2 separate regions of the Siniperca chuatsi genome follow, and region 1 is linked to region 2. Evidence: chromatin contacts called from public Hi-C data. All regions are on one chromosome and are shown on one strand. The core of a region is the stretch at or near the end of the contact, and the rest is flanking DNA. Distances in the headings are between cores, read along the strand shown. Region 1 holds the start of LOC122867994 (ras-related protein Rab-37-like). Region 2 overlaps LOC122867327 (Na(+)/H(+) exchange regulatory cofactor NHE-RF1-like).

Region 1 (6,539 bases), core at 3,575-6,074, 41 kb before region 2:
TATTAGAGGTAAGTTAGAAAACGTGATTTTCTTATTTTGGTTGTTTTTTAATTACGATGGCAGCGGACGATGCAGGAATAGGTCTTATGTTGGCAAATATGCACCCTGCTGAGGAGCCCTTAGTTAAGAATCCCTATCAGCTCCAGGGGTGTTGTTGTGTAGTTGACCATGACCATGACCTTGTTCAGGAATTTGCACCACTAAAGGACAGCATCAACTAAGGCAGGTCCTGTATTGTTAGCTAATGTTGTAGAACCGTCTTATAGAGTAGTCCTGTGTCACAATCTAGATTTAGACTTTTATTATTTAATAGTTTATTTTAGTTACGTTATTATACTTTATATTGTAGTTGCATGGTCAATGCGTGAAGGTTGATTGTTGGGGGGATAAAGGGAGCCCAACAGCAAATGTATGCCCTGGGGCCCCCTAACAGGGGAATCAGGCCATGTCTCTGGGAGTACTCTCTTTTTTTGTCGTTGTTGGTGGTTTATTGATTTTCTTTTGTGACTTTTGTATACTGCTTATGTGGGCTTCTGTATTCTATATGTTATGTTAGATCATATTTTTAAAAAATAGTACAAAAAAGACAGTAGAGAGTGTATTAAAGGGGTGTAAAAGGGCTATTTCTCTGAGTGGGGACTAATAAAGTATTTCATTTATGTAGGCTACAACTGTATTCCAGCAGCTCATCCTACTGGCATCTAGCATGAAGGAGTCAAAGTTGATGCAACTGAAGTCTTAAGTCTTTCTGTGGTTACTGTAGTATAGTTGTTCTTACTGTATAGTGTTCTGTCCTGTAGTCCTGTCTGAGTCTGCAGCAGAGAGGATCTTTTCTGTACAGGACCACCGCTAGCATCAAGATCACTAAACAAAATGCTACACAGGATACTGAGGTAGAAGAGAGAAATCAGAATCAGAATCAGAAATACTTTATTGATCCCCGTAGGGAAACTCTTTGTTACAGCAGCTCGCCTTTACGTCAGTGCACACAGGAGAAAGTACTAGCAAAAAATATAATACGCTATGAGGTCAGAAAATAAATGAAGTACCAGGTGGGTATAAGTATAAGATAAAATAAGTGTGAGGTACCAGGTGGGTTTACCGGTTGATGATGATAATGCAGTATAATAATACAATGTAATAATATAAGTAGTAAGCAGTGGTGCATGTACTGTCGAGTTAAGTGTAGCTTATTGAGATTATTAAGATATTGCACAGCAGTAATGGAGGTATATACAGTAATATCAATATCCATAAATAGGAAAAACTAACATAGGAAAACTAAATATTGCACAGAGTAATACACAGAATATTGCACAATTATTCAAGTAGTGCAGTGATGTTAATGATGTCCAGTTTAGTGACCTAGGGTCATACAGACTGACACTTAGAGGGAGGGGTTAAAGAGTCTGATGGCCACAGGCAGGAAGGACTTCCTGTGGCGCTCTGTGGTGCATTTTGGTGCACACACAGCACACTGTAACTGCTTCAGAAGGGGAAAGGGGGATTATACAGCAGGCTACATGTGGACTCTACATATTATAGAATACAAAGACAGTAGGGGAAGATGGGGAATATGCCCCCTGCATGTCTCTCAGTCTCCAGACACCAAATGCCAGTAAAGTCATGTCTATGTGATGCCTGTGTACGTGCAGTGTGGGCTGCCATTCATAAATCTCCTTTTTATTTTCTGGTTTGGAATTCTGCATAAAAACGCATTTGCTATTTAAGGATCTGTGTGTTTTGACAAAAAAAAAAGTGGTAATTCAAGGAGATTCATGTGGAGAACTCTTCATTATTATGGAACAAAATGTACAATTCTGTTTTCTAATGTTAATAAAAGTGTGAATAGACGCCCCTCATTGGTTTGTGGTAGTCTGCTATCTGTAGATGTGTAAAAATGAATTAAAAAAAACACAAACTATGATCTCTGAAAAAGCTAAGATATTATATTTCCATGAAAGAACAAGAAATAAACTCATGCTCTGATCTAATAGACATAACATCTATAACTTCAACTTGCATATTAAAATGATGTCAACATTACTAGAAGGATTTTGGTTATCAACAAATTAGTAGCTGGAATTCTTGAACTTTTATATTGAATTGACTTTTAATACATACAGTACAGTATTTGTAAAATGGCTAAGTTGTTACGCCTCATGTTAATAACCATAAAACTAAACCACCTGATAACTTTTATACCGTATAAGCTGTATATCCCTTGTTTAAATTATATAGAACTGTATGTTTTAAAATCACCTTTTTTTATTCATTTTCAGTAAAGAATGACAGCAAAGTCCGGTCATGTGACACATCTATTGTCTCAGGTTACTTTCATGTTACCATACTGACAAATTGTCTGTACAAGCTGTTTTGCATTCAGATTTTTTTTAAAACATTAGTGAAAATTAAGCCAGAATTGGAACAGTCTTTGTCTACGTACCTTATTAAAGTAGCCTTTAAAAAGACTTTACTCATGAGAATCCATTTCACAAACAACTACATTTATTACTCTACCAACACATTACCTCCCAAACTGGACTGCTTTATGCATTATCATACTCTACATACAGAAATCTGTTCTTTAGTGGACATCTTCCCCCGCATCTACATTATCTTATTACTGATGTAATGTATGCAACTCTAATGGTGGTCATCAGCCAGTAAGAGAAATGTAGACTATAAGCAAAGCAGAAAAAACAAGATGCTTTTCCTCACTTTACACCAGTTTAGCCAGTTTAACATGTAAGATGAATGTTGACAAAGAAGAGAAATAAGAAGTGCTGTACTCACCTGAAGCCACAATGACAGTCAGCAGCTCTGGTGCCATCGCAGGGATCGCTCTTGGAGTCGGAGGCTAAAAAGACATGAAACCTGTCTTCAGTCAGTTTCCCCTATCTACACACATTATCTACAGCTTTCAAACAAAAAATCAGTCCTTTGCAGTCGAGCTGGAGGAAAGCAGCTGAGTCTTTGGCTGTTTTTTCCCCTGACTTGTTCACAACTCTGAAACACGATACAGACCCCAGGATTAACCAGCGGGTAAACATTAACACCATGTCAGGAGAGTGGCTGAGCTGCCAGCAGAAGAAACCCACCTCAAACAGTCCTGTGTTCATTCCGCAAAAACGAAGGGAAACGCTCTGCAAAGTTGACACTTTTGCAAACTCTAGTGGAAGCTAATGGAGACGCATGCAGAATTGACCCATTAGGCTTTTTAAAAAGTTACGTAGTGCAACAAATCATTAAAACCTATAGATACAAAGTTACCCCTGTGTATGGTTGCATGCGAGAGCTATTTTTCACATATTCAGGGTGTGTGATCGGTTTCCATTGCAACACGTTCAGTGGCTAACAATGACAAAGTCATGTGATATTTTCAGATGGAACTCGCAGCAGAGATATGTACGGCAGCACAGCCGTAGACCTGAGACTCAGACTTCAGTCAGACTCAAGCAGTGGTGAAATATTCAGATTAGTAAAAGTAGCAATATCCCACTGTAAAAGCCACTCTATTACAAGCAAAAGTCTTGTTTGAGTAAAAGTACATAAGAATCATCAGCAAAATTCTTTGATATAACTACCAAAAGTAAAAGTATTCATTTTGTTGTATTATTATATGTATTATATTATTGTATTATTATTGATGCATAAATGTGTATATAATTGGAACAGGTTGAGGTGGAGCTAATTTGAACCCATCTGTATATTGCTGGACATGTTTAATCTATAACAATGCATCATATTTTATAAAACGATCATATGTTTTATATGCAAAATCGAGTATGTCTGTTCACCGATGAATACACTGAGCAGGTTTTATTTACAGTAACTCAGCTTTAATTGGACATCATGTAGAGACAAGCTGAGAAAACCAGTTCGAAATGCTGATGTGTGACTTTCACACAGTATCTCATGTATTTTTCAAACTTTGAATTCTTAATATTTTCAGTTATAAATAGTATGCCAATACTTTCAATGAAAAAGGCTCAAACATGAGTTGGGATAAAATCATGTTCCACGGACTGTATTATAGTTTGCTGTATTTGTATGTCTGAAAAGTGAAACAATATGTGTTCAACCTTGAACTGTTCTATAGTGATATTTAGTAATATTTTGAGTGATTATCAGTAAAGATTTGAATGTTTTTAGGTGCCTGTGTCATCTTTCTTGTATTTTGGTGTTTCTGGCAGCTTTCTACTTTAAATGTTAAACAGACAACATGAGAAATCAGACTTACAGCTGAGTTTGTGCTGAAAGAAAGGACACCACCGCACATGTGGGGGGAGGACGCTGAAAAGCTGAAACGGTGCCAAAGAAAGCCAAAAATGAACCTAGTAACCTGCAAAGTAATAGTAAGTGCTGTTCAATACCTGTAGTGGATTAAAAGTATTTGCATCTGAAATGTTCTGTTATAAAAGTATCAAAGGAACCTGCTCATCTATGTGAAAACATCTACTATTAACACAGTACAGAAAACAAAGTGTTTCAGTGCGAGCAAGTGAGTGAGCAAGACTTTGCTCACTCACTCGCAATGTGAAGACTTGTGACGTGACTGGACTGACCCCAGAAGACTTTCCAATGACAGCTGTGATGCGCAGAGCCACAGGTCATCATTCTCACACATCCTCCTCATCCTCACCCTCCATCTGCCTCATATCCCCGCATCCACGCAACCTCCCATTCCCCATTCCACCAATTTCACATCGTCTTCATCCTCTCCGTGGCTGCTCACTCTCATCATCTCTAGATCTTAACCCCCCCCCCCGGCGTGATGTGGGTGAACGATCACGACATGCCTTTTAAATGTTAAGTGATGTAGGCAGAAGCCCGCTGACTGTGATTCACTCCAAAGGAGGAGCGTGGAGAGAGAGAGAGAGAGAGAGAGAAAGAGAGAGAGAGAGAGAGAGAGAGAGAGAGAGAGAGAGAGTTGCGTGGTTGGACAGCTTTTGTTCTCCTCACCACGGTCTTCCGCTGTAAAAGAGCGACTGGAGGACGACAGGATGGAGCGGATGGAGTCGATGGAGCCGATCTCGGCGCACTACACCACGGCTTACCCGGAGATTCATCCCGATAGCGGCTACGAATCCAGAGAGACCACCGACAGCCAGGCAAAGACTCCACCAGCTCCGACATACGATGAGGAATTAGTGCACAAGGTATGGCGATGTGGTTCCCATCATACACTAGCTTTTAAATCCAGGGACTGGTTCGCTTTAGTGGCACAAACTCAAATTTTAAACTTTCCAAGACTGGTTTCTGGTTTCTATAAAACAACAACTAGGCCTAAATGACTTTACACGTGTGCGCTTTCTTTAAGCTTTATTTTCTTTCTATTATTTATCCATTTAGCCTTTTTACTGGAATTTCTGAAATGTACCCAAAGAGCCCCGGTCCGCCAGCTGGGCTCGCCCCCGTGCTGGCCGGCTTCTGCGCTCTCCATGGTGCTGATCTTCACTTGGGCCGTTTCCAGACTCGCTGCGTGTCAGATCTGCCCGAAACACATCATTCCTTCTGTAATGAACAGTCAGCTTTTGAGAACGCTGCTCTTCACTCATGCAAGCTTCCTGCTTCTCGCTGCTTCGGAGGGGGATAAGGCTTTAAAGAGAGGCCACTTTCTCTTGCTCTTCAGCAAGACACTGAATCCCTCCACCCCCCTGCAGACCTGTGCCTGTCATTATCACCACAGGCTGGTTTAAAAATGTTATTTAAATTGTCTCTCTTTAGACTGGGGTGAGATCGTGTCTCCCTGTTCATTTGTTAAAATAATATCCACTCCCTGTTGTAAGTGTGCGATTAGATGGAGGAGGAATGGTCTACATTGGAGGGCTGACGGATACAGTAGGGCCACCATGTAAGTGCTGATGTGGCATCCTAACTGTAAAACGTTTAAACTTGAATTTTCCACAGCAGTGAATTTCTCTAAAATCCAGCAATGCTCTCCAAAGTGGCGACCATCTGTAATTACAATAATAATAATAATAGTCAGCATGGAAATACAATCAACGTTTAAAAAACAACATCATAAAAGACATGAAATCATTCGCTGCATTATGCAAACAGTGTCAGCAGACTGAATGCTACAGCAGCAAAGCTGAGGTGTCAAAGGATTCGTCACCCCTTGACCTCAACATGGACTCTGGAAGAGCTGAAAGGCCTAACGGAGCAGACTGTGGAGGCCTTTGGAGACAGAATGGAGTTAAAGGGGATCTACTCTGGCCATGAAAAGCCTTTCAAGTAACGTGTAGGATTTTAAAGAGACATTATATTATGAAGCTGTATTGCAGGAGCAGCTTCCAGTTCAGTGTGAGGGAGCCGCATCAGTCAACGCCCGTTTCCTATTTTCTTTAGTTTGCAATGCCCTACTTTCTTTTTAAATGTCGCCCACTGTGGGAAACTAGTGCAGCAACCATCTGAGAGGTTTTTATTTTAATTTCTTTCCAAAAGGGAACATGATATTTAGTTAATTACATCCTATTAAGAAATTTCCCGTTCGTCTGATGGTGTTTGACAATTACAAGAAAGTCTTGTAATTT
Region 2 (5,852 bases), core at 1,254-3,753:
GCACCCCTCGCAGGAGGTTTTTGAAAACCTCTGAGGTAGAGCAACCAAAGAGAGAGACTTGTATTTACCATATAGCGCAGTATATTTACCCTCTGCCATTTGAGTGTGAAATGTATGCTCTGTTTAGTGGCCCCAGAAATTCCAACAATTAAGTAAAAAAAGTAGCGTCCATGTTGTCTACAGTACGTTCTGCTAACAAACCCACAATGCAATGCGTCACATTTTATAGATGTTAAAATTACAATGTGTGACTGTACACCTGTCAGTGATGATGCGAAATGAAATGTCAGAAATATCGACGGAGTGAACGACGGAGTGGTTTTGGACTGAATTAACCAGCTAGTTGCTTCCATCATCAGATAGCTGACTAAGTAGGAAGCATGTGAGAGTTTAGTTTTTGTGTCTGTGTGCTGTATTGGTAGCAGTTGTTGAGCTTGCCGGTTGAGGTTGGGGGCATGTGGTAGTCCTTTTTCATTTTGACTTGCCATAGCAGGTAAAGCACAGGTGTTACTAATAACATTAAGTATGGCTTTGTCCTGTTCGGGTGTCCCAGTTAGCCATGAACAATGCCAGGACCCTGAAACTGAAGCAGCTAAATGGAATTCAGCCACCATTCATTTTATTATTTACACCTGTGCTTTTTCTACTGTGACGTGTCAAAATGTGTTCGGTGACATTCAGTTGTCATTGGGAAACATGCCATTATATTGTACAGACTTTTGAAAAGGGGCATATTGAAATAAAAGTGTACATAATGAAATAACCTCACTAACATTTCATAAAAATGAATTAGGATTTATCAATTTATTGATTAATTCATATAATTTTTAGGTATTTATTGTTGTCATTCATTTGATAATGTCTTCATTGTTTACTTAATGTTGAACACCTCAGGGTGGCCTAGCAGCCAGTTAGCTTGTCCCCCAACCAGAGAACTCGTTTGATCACTTGTTTGTTGGTTCCAAAGTGCCTCGGAGCTGGTTTCTGAACCTGTCTGCTCCACAGCTATTGTCCTGGAAGGCAAAATGATTTTCCTCTCAGGGATCATTGAAATATATCAGGTTGAACAGGAGCTGCTAGTTTCACTCAGTGGTTAGTGCCTGGAGTGTCTGGAGCTGTTTGTTTGGGCTTGTTTGGTTGCAGCTTCTTAAATGTGAGGATTTGTTGCTTTTCTCTGTTTTCTATCTTTGTAAATTGAAACTTTGGGTTTTGGACTTTTGGTTGGACAAAACAAGACAGTAAAAGACGTCGCCTTAAGCTAGGGGAACATGATCACTGTATTTTTGGCATTTCATAGATCAAACGAATAACTGACTAATTAATAAAATTATAAATAAATTGATTGATAATGAAACGTGTCAATAGTTGCAGCCCAAACAAGTGTAAACAGTGTTTCCACAAGAAAAGTGCAGCTCACTGGTTAAACCGTGATGGCAGACAGCGGTCACATTCTGTCTCAACACCTTCAGCTGCTGAATGTGAGCTCAGATGAAACAGTGGTTTGTTTATGTGGATGTTCTTTTAGCACTATGCTTAATATGGTTAATATGATTAAAAGGCTTTTGCATTTGTATTTTTGTCCAGCTTTTCTTAAATAAAGAGCTTTAGTTAAATACATAAAGGAATCCGTTCTGGTTAAAGGACCACACCCCTGGTTTTTCATGTGCTCTTTGCTACAAAGCACTTATGAAAACGGAGTAGCAGACTGTTTAAACTTAATTCATCACAGTGAACATCAGTGTGCTTTCGTTTTTTGCCACATTATTATTATTAGGACGAAGTTCATTTAAGACTTTTCAAATCAATCAATCACTTACCATGTAACAATAATAAATGAGAATCTAAATGAGAAACACAACCAAACTGCCCCCCCCCCCACTCTCTCTCAGGTGAATGGTGTGTCAGTGATTGGCATGCAGCACTCAGAGGTGGTGGCAGCCATCAAAGCAGGAGGAGACGAGACCACACTGCTGGTGGTCGATGCCGAGACGGAAGAATTCTTCCAGAGATGCAACATCCTGCCCACCGAGGAGCACGTGACTGGTATGACCCGCAGATGTTTACACACACACACCGATTTGGCTTTGTAAAAGTTGCTGCTTTTAGTGTCTGGAACTTGCCAGAGTCCGCAAAAGTGCATGTTTACCATTAATAGATCAAGAACAAAATGATCAGAAATAGAGTTATAACCGACTGTATAATGAATATAAATATGGATGAAGTGAGGCCTTATGTCTTCTTTTCCCCTGTAGGACGTCTTCCTGAGCCAGCGTCAGAGAGAGCATCAGAGGAGGAGGAGGTGAGGACCACTGCGTGCGCGCACACACACACACACACACACACACACACACACACACACACACTTACAGATAGAGCCCTGGAAAAGCCCCACTGATCCTCTCTGGACATTCCTGGGTGCAGATTAGGAGTTCTGGACAGTTTTGTGCGACGCATTCTGGCTGTCTTCATGTGTTTCCTGTCAGGACTGCACTGTAAAAGACCCGAGTCTGACCGATAACCATTTATATTTTGAAGGGTGATACTGATAAGTTGTGCACTGAAGCACGCAAGTATCCAGTATTTCTGCCACTGTTTTTCTCTTCAGTGTAGAAAAACCCTGCAGAGTGTTACTGTAAACTAGGGCTGGGTGATCCGTTTTAAATCAGTATCACAATATTTCAAATATTTTTCAAATATTGGAAAAAATATGCAAAATACTCAGATTTATGTCAGTGCAATGAACTGTTGCATTAGAGTAGACAAAACTCCATCGTCAGCTTTTAGGATAGAGTTTATTTGTATAGCACATTTCATACACAAAGGCAGTTAAAAGTGCTTTACATGATGCATTAAAAATAATACAGCGGTGGAGCGCCCCGGGAGCTGAATGGCTACAGAGCATGCCACATCACCGCCGACGGTTCGATTTCAGCGAGGGACCCGTGTTGCAGGTCATACCACCGCTCTCTCCCTCCCCTGGCTTCCTGTCTGTCGCCTCTCTATGGACTGTCTTTAAAAATAATAATAATAGTAAAAGATGACATAAAAAACACTGAGACGCCAAGGAAGGCCTGAGGGGTTATATGGTGAAAGACTGGTGTGATGCGATCGGTTTTCTTTTCTTTGTTGTAAAACAAGAACACAAAAATATCTTCACAATATGTTCCCACTGAAATCTGTTATTGCATATGATAATTTTGAATTATTGACCAGCCCATGTTACCCATATATATATATATATATAGTGATTTAATTTGATTGTGGGCTGCTACGCATATATAACAAGACTGATAAAATATTATTACCAAAAAAAGTAATGCATATTTAGATTGTGATCAAGATACTGTTCTACACTCAGGTCAGTTTTCCCACTGACAGTCAATGTAGCGCCGATCAGTACAAAAGGTAGGCAGCAAAACCGATAATAATGACTGAACATTATCAGCTAGTTTTTAAAGGGGTGACGGACGAAAAACCACCAGAGGCCGAGATGTCCTGACTTCCAGCCCCCAGTCGAGCTCCAGAAGCACTGGATCCTACATGACGCGTTTCGCTCCACTCTCCCCGCCGGTGAATACTCCGTGTGCTCTGTAGCAGAGGCTTTCTAAACACTCAGTGTCAGCTGTTGTTGCAGAGGCACAGCACTTTATCAAAAGTAAAAACTCCCCTGTAGGAAGGAACAGCAACACTCCACCCTCCTCCTCTCTCTCTCACACACACACACACACACACACACACACACACACACACACACACACAGACATCATGGGAAAAGTGGATTGGCCCCTCTGGTGACATTGTGGCTGACCCTTCACCATGGCAACAAGAGCTCACCAGTGTGTTTTACTACCCCCCCTTCTTTCTCTCTCTCTCTTCTGTGTCCCGGAGGATCATGGGATTGAAGTGGCTTTAACTCTCAGGGCGAGTTGGGGATTATGCTAATGAGATGACTAACGAGCGCTGTTCACATACTCTCACATGCAGGCAGATTACACTCTACTGCAGCAAGAACAATCACTTATTCACCAGCACTTACATAACACGGTTGGGTATAAACACTCATGACGACCTCTGACCTGTGTGTGTGTGTGTGTGTGTCTGTTTTATCAGTTGACCATATGAATGGCGTCTGATTTACCCACAATTACAGAAGCTGAGAAACATTCCTGCAGCTGATTGAAATGAGTTGATCTGAGCTAAAATACTGCATTAGACTCCTTCTGCTGCCACTGTTTAGTTTGTACACAGATCTGGTATACACATAAATAGCAACAGGTCCAACCATTAACAGAAAACACTCCTGGACAAATAGTCAATATCTTAAAGGGGCAGTTCACCACAAACTCCACAGATTTGTTGTGAGCCGTTTCATGTAGGGACTATTTTCTTTCTACCGATAGTTCCTGCAGGAAACTGCTCACAACCAGGTCTGTGGATCATCTTGAGTAACCGGGTCAGGATTTCTGGAAAGAGACATCGCTGTTTAGTAACTCGGCAACTCACACCAAAACAATCTAGATGGATAAACAGCACTACAGATAAGAGGAAAAATATGTATTTTTGATTTTGGGGTGAACTGTCCCTTTAAGTTAAGGTTTTTAAGTTGCATTAGCAGAAATAGAAAGTCCATTAAAAGAGAATTAAAATCTGTCTGAATCAGTCTGAATCAGAATGCAGTAGTTGTGGTTTAGTATGTGCCTGTGTGTTAAAGGCTCTTCTAGCAGCTAGAAAACATCACAGCGGGGCTCTTGTGTTATGCAGCATATTGTAGCATTTGTCCAAAGCCACTTACAGAGGCCTGAGTTTATTTTTAGAAGAGCAGCTGCTTACGAATTGGATGCCAATTTCATACGTCCATGAAGTGTCACCCGGGGCGATGCACCGAGGATCGGGTCAGACGGTGCAGTTTAAGAATGTGGACGTTAGCAGGGATGTGCTTTTTTCCCCCCTGCGTGTTAATATTTCAACCAGTTTTCCATCCTGCACACAGATTAGTGCTGAGGCCGAGCCTCGGCTTTAATAAGTGAGTGATGAGAATATGATTAAAGCTGCACAGCACTGAGGCACGCTGTCCAGCGGGGCTCTGCCGCCCCCTGCTGGACAACACCTAAACAGTCACCCACAGTATTTTCTCTTCCCTCTAATCGTGTGCAGCCATGCAGATAGTTTTAGTTTTACTAGTCCAGGTTTTGAGATATCTGTCTCTGAGATGTCTGCGTCCACCTAAATACATTGGAGGTGAATGTCATTTTGTTTGTGGCGCTCAATGCAGAGAAAAGTGCCATTTTTACAGTTCAAGGAACCAAAAAAGAATACCAGTCACAACACTGATACGCTAAATTCAGCACAGCTTTCGCCTGTGTCAGAAGCAAGTAAGTGGACCTTGAGTGGAGATTGTTTAATCAACTGCTGTTTCCAAGGTCAGGGTATACAGTCCACTTTGTACCAAAGACACAGGCCCTATGAAAACTGTTGACAGTACGGACAACATGTTGTTCTGTGATTTGGGTGAACTGACCCTTTAATCTCATGTTTGGCAGGCGGCAGCAGAGATGAAGCCCAAAGTGTCCGTGAGCTCGTCAGCCTCCAGTGCCTCCTCCAACGCCTCCCTGCCAGCAGCACCCACCCGCTCCCTCCCTCCACAGGTACTGTGTGCACCATGTTTACTTCATGGAAGCACTTTAGCACCTTTTTTATTGATACAACTCAGAGATACCCTAAATACAGAACAAATATTAACAATATACATATATTTTTAAGTTGAAGTATAACGCGTCCACCAATAGGCCTCTTTATCCCAACACCCCACAGTTCTTCCTCTGACCAACGATGCAAATGCCACAGGCAAGGCA

What was found. Hi-C and Micro-C count contacts between places; a contact is called where the count stands out from the background.
Region 1: a contact with region 2 is called in a Hi-C map of liver, with 2.5 times the contacts expected there. The contact joins the promoter of LOC122867994 here to the enhancer-like site in region 2. A contact is called at or near these places in 3 of 3 Hi-C or Micro-C datasets (liver, skeletal muscle and an unstated tissue).

What each region holds. Positions count from the first base shown.
Region 1 is chrLG20:21,878,988-21,885,526 of ASM2008510v1, reverse strand. It overlaps LOC122867994 (ras-related protein Rab-37-like), which reads left to right and starts at 4,824. Exons shown (of 9, transcript XM_044179494.1): 1 at 4,824-5,162. The coding sequence starts at 4,824.
Region 2 is chrLG20:21,836,067-21,841,918 of ASM2008510v1, reverse strand. LOC122867327 (Na(+)/H(+) exchange regulatory cofactor NHE-RF1-like) reads left to right here. Exons shown (of 6, transcript XM_044177996.1): 3 at 1,890-2,043; 4 at 2,253-2,299; 5 at 5,541-5,645. Among protein-coding and RNA genes, the nearest start is that of LOC122867327, 22 kb to the left of the region's middle. Within about 2 kb of position 2,503, the one cell type or tissue checked has an H3K27ac peak away from gene starts, as active enhancers do. A contact at or near this core is called in liver, where this site is marked.